Linked DNA regions of Callithrix jacchus: region 1 is linked to region 2. Evidence: chromatin contacts called from public Hi-C data. All regions are on one chromosome and are shown on one strand. The core of a region is the stretch at or near the end of the contact, and the rest is flanking DNA. Distances in the headings are between cores, read along the strand shown. Region 1 holds the start of TTPAL (alpha tocopherol transfer protein like). Region 2 holds the start of OSER1 (oxidative stress responsive serine rich 1).

Evidence for each region. Hi-C and Micro-C count contacts between places; a contact is called where the count stands out from the background.
Region 1: a Hi-C map of skeletal muscle shows a contact between it and region 2, with 5 times the contacts expected there. The contact joins the promoter of TTPAL here to the promoter of OSER1 in region 2. A contact is called at or near these places in 3 of 3 Hi-C or Micro-C datasets (induced pluripotent stem cells and skeletal muscle).

Annotation. Positions count from the first base shown.
Region 1 is chr5:39,821,777-39,825,893 of calJac240_pri, forward strand. TTPAL (alpha tocopherol transfer protein like) reads left to right here and starts at 2,375. Exons shown (of 4, transcript XM_078371732.1): 1 at 2,375-2,781.
Region 2 is chr5:39,574,709-39,578,403 of calJac240_pri, forward strand. OSER1 (oxidative stress responsive serine rich 1) reads right to left here and starts at 2,382. Exons shown (of 4, transcript XM_035298666.3): 1 at 2,307-2,382. LOC144582478 (a long non-coding RNA gene) reads left to right here and starts at 2,685. Exons shown (of 3, transcript XR_013535209.1): 1 at 2,685-3,100.

The DNA.
Region 1 (4,117 bases), core at 1,125-3,624, 250 kb after region 2:
AAGGTGTAAATTCATTTATATGGTTGTAAGTTAATCAGCTTTTTGCCCATTAAAAAAAACTGGAGGCTTCGGGAATTTGAGTGACTTGGCTAAGGTGGCACAGCCAGGATTAGGGATGCCAGATGGTAGGCTGAATAATTCCTCCACAGCACCACTAAAAGATGTCCTCGTGCTAATGTCTGAAACCTGTGAATATCCTACCTTACGTTTTTGGGTTTGTTTTTTGTTTTGAAACAGAGTCTCGTTCTGTCACCCAGGCTGGAGTGCAGTGGCATGATCTCAGCTCACTGCAACCTCTGTTTCCTGGGTTCAAGCCATTCTCCTGCCTCAGCCTCCCGAGCAGCTGGGATTACAGGCGTCTACCACCATGCCTAGCTAATTTTTGTATTTTTAGTAGAGATGGTGTTTCACCAGGTTGGCCAGGCTGGTCTCGAACTTCTGACCTCACGTGATCCACCCACTTCAGTCTCCTAAAGTGTTGGGATTACAAGTATGCGCCTGGCCTTACCTTCCGTTTTAAAAGAGATTTCACAGATGTAATTAATGTAAGGATCTTGATATGGTACCATTATTCTGGATTATCTGGGAGCACCCAATGTAATCCCAAGAGTCCTTATATGAAGCAGGAAGCAGGAGGATCAGTCAGTATTAGATGTGACAACAGAAACAGGAGGTTGAGGTGATTCAAGGAGGGGGCCATGAGTAAGGAATGCAGGTGGCCTCTACAAACTGAAAAAGGTGGAAAGAAATTGATGTCCCAAAGAATGCAGCCTTGCCAACACCTTGACTTCAGACTTTTGACCTAGAGAACTGCAAGAGAATATATATGTGTTGTTTCAATCCATGAAGTTTGTAGTAATTCATTGTAACAGTAACAGGAAAATAATACATGGATTTAGCATACAAGACAAAACTCATGATTCCCAGCAGCCAAATTTGAATTTCCCACAAACAACAATTTTTAAAGTATAAATATGTCTCAAATGTTGCAGGACATATTTATTTTTTATTTTTTAATTTTTAGATTTATTTTATTCATTTATTTTTTTGAGATGGAGTTTTGCTCTTGCCCAGGCTAGGGTGCAATGGCGCCATCTCAGCTCACTGCAACCTCCACCTCCTGGGTTCAAGCAATTCTCCTGCCTCAGCCTCCCAAGCAGCGAGGACTACAGGTGCCTGCCACCATGCCCAGCTAATTTTTTTTTTTTTTTTTGTATGTTTAGTAGACACGGGTTTCATCATGTTGGCCGGGCTGGTCTCAAACCCCTGACCTCAGGTGACCCACCTGCCTCAGCCTCCCAAAGTGCTGGGATTACAGGCATGAGCCACCATTTCCGGCCTATTTTTTTCTGTTTGGAAAGGAACATATTTACATGTTTATCTGAAATTCAAACTGTAGTGAATATTCTATATTTTTTCTGTAATTCCTAGAAGCGATGAAGCTGAGAGCAGGAGTCAAAACTCATGATTCCCAGGTCCCCACCACACTGCCACCCCCTTGCCCCTTAATCTAGCATCTGGCAGAAACTGCCATGTTCTTATGGCCTTCATGGATGACTTCCCATCTTCTTGGGACTCTGCCGCCCCTGGGGTAGAGAAACGAAAAGACTGTTTAAGATCGTCTCTTGGGGCTCAGAGTTCTCCTGGACCACCAGAATTTCTCTCTAGAAATGGCTTAGTGTTTCCTCTGCCTCAGAGGGACCGAGGAGATTTGTCTAAAAGTTGCAGCTCCACAAAATCCTTGCGAGGGGATCTTGATGGACTGGGGTGGGAGTTAGTCATGTCTTTGTCTGGAGGGAACTTCGTGAGCCCAAAGCAGGAAAAAAGTAGTTACTGAATCAGGCTCCAGAGCAAGAATCAGGTTTCAGATGAGGAAACAGAGGCCCAAGGAGGAAAGGGGACTTGCTCCAGGTCACTCAGTTAATGACAGACAGACGTCTCCTGGTTTGGAATCTCCCCTTTTGGAGCAGACAGTCCTGATAGCAGCCGTAATAGAGGAAAAGTCTAGAATGCTAATTCTGAGATCTAGGTTTGAAGCCCTTTACCGCCTTGATTGCCACTTTCCTTTTCGTGAAATAAGGTAATTGCGTAAATATGAGGAGTTAATGAGATCATGGATGTGAAACAACAGGTACATGTTAGCATGCTCTTGGAAAATGGCAGCTTCTTTCCTTCCTTCTCTGAGCTTCAGTTTCCCCATCTATACGCCGGGTTTGACAAGTGGCTGGCGTCCCAGCTCCTCCCAGCCACTCCGGGTCCGCAGCGCTGAGTCCCGGCCGCTAGGTGGGGATAGAACGCAGGCGTTGCCGGGAGGTGTCGCACAAGCGCGCCCCTAGGCGGAGCCCCGCCTCCCACGCCCTGGCACGTCACTTCCGGCGCGAAGGGCCGGTCTGGCCGGGCCGGCAGTGCGGGTCGTTTCTGCGCGCGCTGCCGGACGAGGCTCCCGCCGCCGATTGACCCGCGCTCCGCCCGTAGCCGGGCCGGTGAGTGCCCGCGAGCCCGTCCATGTGCCCTGGGAGCCAAGGAGAGGGACCTCTGAGAGGGAAGGATAACCGGAAGTGGGTACCAGAGGCGCGAGAGACCCCAGGAAATGGGGACACCTGGGGAGGGGGTGACAGCCGGAAGTGGGGGCTTCGGAAGGTTGTCCACGAGATGTGGGGGTCGGGGGCTCCAGGAGAGATGGCCTCCTGACCTCTGCTTGTTGAGTGGATGGGGTGGAGAGGAAAGTGATGCTCCGGAAAGCGATGGGCTCCATGTGGGGGCAGATCCCCGGCTTCACCCGTAAGTGGTGTCTGCATCTCACTCATATGTCCGCCTGTCAGCTCATTCATCAGCCTGTGACTGAGCCCTGCTGGGCGCTCGGCACTGCTGAGGCCCTGGAGAGTCAATAGGAAGCTCCAGGTGGAGGGTAGAGATGAGGAGCCCAGGGTGGGGCTAGACGCATCCTTGCTCTGCCTCATCGGGTGCCCCCTTGGCGCATTGCTTAACCAATATCCCCCGCTGGTGTATACAGGCCACTGCCATGTGTCAGGCACTGGAGGTGGCAGCGGACGTGGCAGACAAGCACTCTGCCCTCGTGAAACTTACATTCTAAGAGGCAGTGCTCCTTGTCCTTTTAAAAATGGGAACAGTAACAGCGCTCTTACCAAATACTGTGAAAATTAAATGAGGAAATGCATAAAGGGCTTAGCAATGCTTGATATATGGTAAAATGCTCAAGTATGCATTATCTTCATTCCACTGTGATGTAAGCTTCATAAGGCAAAGAATTAGATTGTTTGCATGTGCGTTCCCAGTGCCTCTATGGTAGGTGATCAGTAATTATTGGATAAATGAATGGGTGGTGAAATTGAGCCTGGTTTTATGTAAACGCCCCTGCCATTGGACTGTAATTTCTAAAAATGAATTAGGAACCCAGTTTTGTGGAAAACTGGAGGGAATCACCCTCAGGTAGTTTGGGAAGGATTCACAGAGGAGGTAACCTGGCAGCTGGGTCTTGAAGGCAATTTGAGCTGTCTGATTAGGAACAAAGAAGAGAAATTTTCAGGTAGAGTGTATCAGAAGTGCACGAGGTGTTCCAAGGATGATGGGTCATCAGTTTGTTTTGACTGGTATTTAATATGCATCAAGGTGGGGTGAGGTGGGAAATGAGGCTGGAGGTGAGGCCTATACCTTGTGAACACTAGTTTGTCTCAGGTAGACACTAAATTTCTTGGTGACTTCTTGCAGGCATCTCTTGGTGACTTCCATAGAAACAAAGCCATAGTTGTTCTATTCTTCACTTAGCATACCTCTGCCAAGCAGATGAAAGTAATTCAATAAATATTTATGGAGTGCAGACTATGTGTCTAACACCACGTTAGATGCTGGATTTAAGATAATGAAGAAGACATACCTGGATGTTGCTCACAAATTGCCAACAGACAATTGCAGCAGAGTGAGAGAAGTGTAGGGCAAAAGCCTCACCTGGCCTGGGGGTCAGCAAAGGCTACCTGCTCCAGGCCACTAGCATCTCTCACCTGGATTATTACAATAACCTCTAAATGGCCTCTTTGCTTTGGTCCTCACCCCCTTAGAGTTCATTCTCAAGACAGCAGAGTGGTCCTTTTAAAATATA
Region 2 (3,695 bases), core at 1,132-3,631:
GCAGCAAAATAAAGAGGCAAGGAATCAGAAGTTCTCACTTATTTATTTGCAGAAGTTAAGGTATTGTAAGCAGAGCTCTCTGGGGAACACTGAAAACAGTCTCAAAATAATTCAGCTACTAAAAAAAAAAAAAAAAAAAATCACCCAGCCTGCACCTCAACTTCTCAGGACAAAAATAATAATAATAATAATACACTCTTCACATACATTTTGCTGGTTTATTTAAGTACACGAACATGAAGAAACACTATCCACACAATCCCATGCACAATAAACTCCTATATACCTGGGGCAAAAGGTGAGCAATCACTTATCCAGTATTTTCAAAGCTTCACATCATCTAAAAAAAGGACTACGGTAAGTTGTAAACAAATTATTCCTGCTGATAGAACTAAATTGAGGTTTGACTTACAGTGTTCCTCATTACCTTATGACCCATTAGTCAATGTTCAGCCCTTACAGAGTTAGCAAATCATCTGAGCCAATCTCCCCAACTCGCAGACCCCACATAAGTCCTCTTTAACCCTCTCTGGAAATCAGTCAACATATTTATGTACACGTCAAATTTAAGTATACACTGCTGAATCCTACAGGCAGAAATTCATTTCTTCCACACATATTTACAGAATTCCTACCACGTGCATGATACTAGACCGAATGCTAGGGACAGAAGCCTAAACTCCATTTCTGTAAGGCCTAGAATCTCATTCCTGCGCTCCCAGAGCTTACAATGTTAACACTGCGCTAAGAGGCTCTGAACCCACAGACGTAACTTCTAATTATACCATGCTGACTAATAGCATGGCAGGTGATCACACTAGATGTTAATACAAACTTTACATTCCTGTTGACACACTAAAAAAATCTATCATCTAAAAAGCAAAACAGGCCAAAATTATAATCTGGCTATAGACTAAAACTTCAGGGATGAAGTTCTGTCCAAACGATTTTCAGACTTTCAGCATTTTTGACTACTCGCCTTGTTTCTGTTAATTTAGCCCAGAGCAAAGGTGTTAGGCGTAACTTTAAGAGCTAGAGGAGAGCATGTTTGTAATTATAAAAAGCTCACTATGCCCCTGTGCATCCCCAGATCCCCATTCACTGAAAGCAAGGGCTGTACAACTAACTGGACAACAGATATAACTGGCTGGCCCTTCGTCATTAATATTAAATTTGTGGGAGACAGTCTTGGCGTTTTCACTGCAGTGAACTCTTAAAGTTGAACGATCTCCAGAGATGAAACTTTAAAGCCTATTCCAAGTTACTTTGTGTTAACTCAAACCACACTGGGCAATTTAACTGTGCCTCGGATTTTCCACAACCTTACAAAAATTACAAAGTTCTTCGAAGTTCCTCCATCAAAAGGACAAATTCCTGGTTTTTCTCTTTCAACGAAAGAAATGCGTCACAATCTTATTTGTATCTTGCCGTTTTAACCAAGACCTCCTTGAATCTCAAGTCTAGGTCTACATTTCCAGGCCCCTGAGAAGACCAGAGAACGATTAATAAGGGATGCGCGGGTAAGCGTTGTCATCACAATGTTAAAGATATCGAAACTCCCAGACCACCAGGAAGCGCTGAGTACGGGAAAGAAAACCCTGCCCAGCAACTCGAATAGACAAACTAGACCGGTAGAAAACAATCGGTCCCCAGGACAAAAAGCACATTCACACCTTCCTCTGCAACCGACTCATCCCTTTACACTCGCAGTGCTGCAACCAAAACACGAAGTTATTTCTTTTCATCCGGAGTGTGGACCTGTCGCGGTTAAACATGAACCGAGGAAAATTCCTGCTCAGAACCCGGGGGGAGAAGGCGTCGGAGAGGACCGGACTGTCCAGGGGCTCCGCCCGTCAGGGGTCTCCAGCTGGCAAGTTGCGCTCCTCGGGAGATTCCCGGTGTCAGAACGAGAGGCTGGAGTCGGAGCGAGGCACAAGGGATGAGGGAGAAGAAACGAGTGGGGCCGAAGAGGCAGCCAACGAGAATGGGGCTACGAGGAGAGCGGGAAAGGGCGGCCAAGGAGGGCGAAAAGGGGAAGCTGCCGCTGGGCGGGAGACGGCGGAGGAGCGGAACGGGGCGGGGGCCGCGGGAGGACAGAAAGGCGGGAAGGGGAGAGAGCGCGGAACTCGGAACTCCAGCAGGTACAGGCCGCGGCGGAGGAGGGGGCGCGGAGAGGCCCAGGCCTAGCCCAGGGAAACGACGCGACTCGAGGCGGGCGGGCCCGGAGAAAGCCGCCCGCGGCCCGGCCGGCTGTGGAGGCCGAGACGCGGTACCGTGGCCGCTCTCCCTCACGTCAGGGCACTTACCTCCTCGCAGCTGGGGCACTCGAGTGATCCGACGCCGTCAGTTCCGAGCTTTTCTCCCGAATCTCGGCTCCCGACTGACCCGGATCCAAACCCGCCAAGAGGGCGGCCCGCGCCTCAGGAGTTGCACTGAGCCTGCGCATTCCCGTCTGCGTCCCGTCCCCCTACTCATGCTCCTCCCACCCCAGTGAGTCGGCAGCGCGGCAGGCGACGGCTACGCAGGCGCAGGACGGCGCCCGCGCCTCTCTAATGCCCCGTACCCGCCCCCTTCGGTAGCACGTGCGCATTACATCATTTCCTGTTATTCTTCGGGTTTTCTCCTCCCAGTGGCGTGGGTTTGCTCCCGGCCTGCTTTTGGGGCGTGCCTGCTTCTTCCTCTCTGTCAGATGAGCGAGTAGGCGCCAGGCAAGCAGTCGCCCTCTGCCTCCACCGCCCTGGGGTCTCCTTGTGCTTGGTTCTCACTTGAAGTCACCTGTGCAGCGGAATTCTGCGGAGCCGGGGCGAGGACAGGGTGCGGGGGTCTTTATGGCAGCGGATCCCCGGCTGAGCGCTTGGCCCAGTGTCTCTGTGATGCTAGAATCTGGACTGCCTGCGACCTTTCCTGGTCTCGGACACCAGCCCTCGCCTCCTGGTGATCTTTCAGGGCCTGCAGAGAAGCGAAGAGGTGTTGAACGTCGCCAGGGCCATTCGTGTGAAGCCGGAATTAGAATTGAATTGAAATGCCTTCGCTTTTGATATCACTGCTGTTTGTCATGAGCCAACTGCTTTTCCTTCTCTGGGCCTCAGTTTTCCGTCTAGTAAGTGAGGAAGTTGGACCTTATCGGTGAATCGTTCTTTTCAGGTGTAGACTCCTTTGAGAATCTAGTGAGAACTGTAGACCCTCTTGCCAAAGAAATGCACCTACACGCCAAATTTTGCAGAAAGATTTAGGCAGTTCACCTAAGGAGATGAATTTGGGGGCTCTTTACGTTTTTCTGATTCTGAATGTTGCTCAGGTGGCAAGCGGGAAAAGGTGATTTGTGCAACAGCTGCCACCCGCTCCATCACCAGGACTGGTTCTGCTGATCTAGCTGTGCCTCTCCTCGCCTGCCAGTCCCCGGCTCCACGTCCTCACTTCTCAACGCTTCATGAAAGCGGATGAATTTGCTCAGTAGAGTCGGCTAGCGTTGATTGCGGCCCACGCGTAGAGTGACGGTTTTTCCCTGAACCAAACTGGCCCCTTCCACCATCATTCATTCCCCAATACTTTAGTTGTAGTCAACTAACTAGATAGGCTACCGAAGATGGTTTAACTGTGTTCAGCCTAACTACAGCCAGGCATTGGAATGCCTGGCCTATGTCTGTAAATGAAATTTAGCAATTTATTGTATAATGTTGTTAAACACGAAGCCT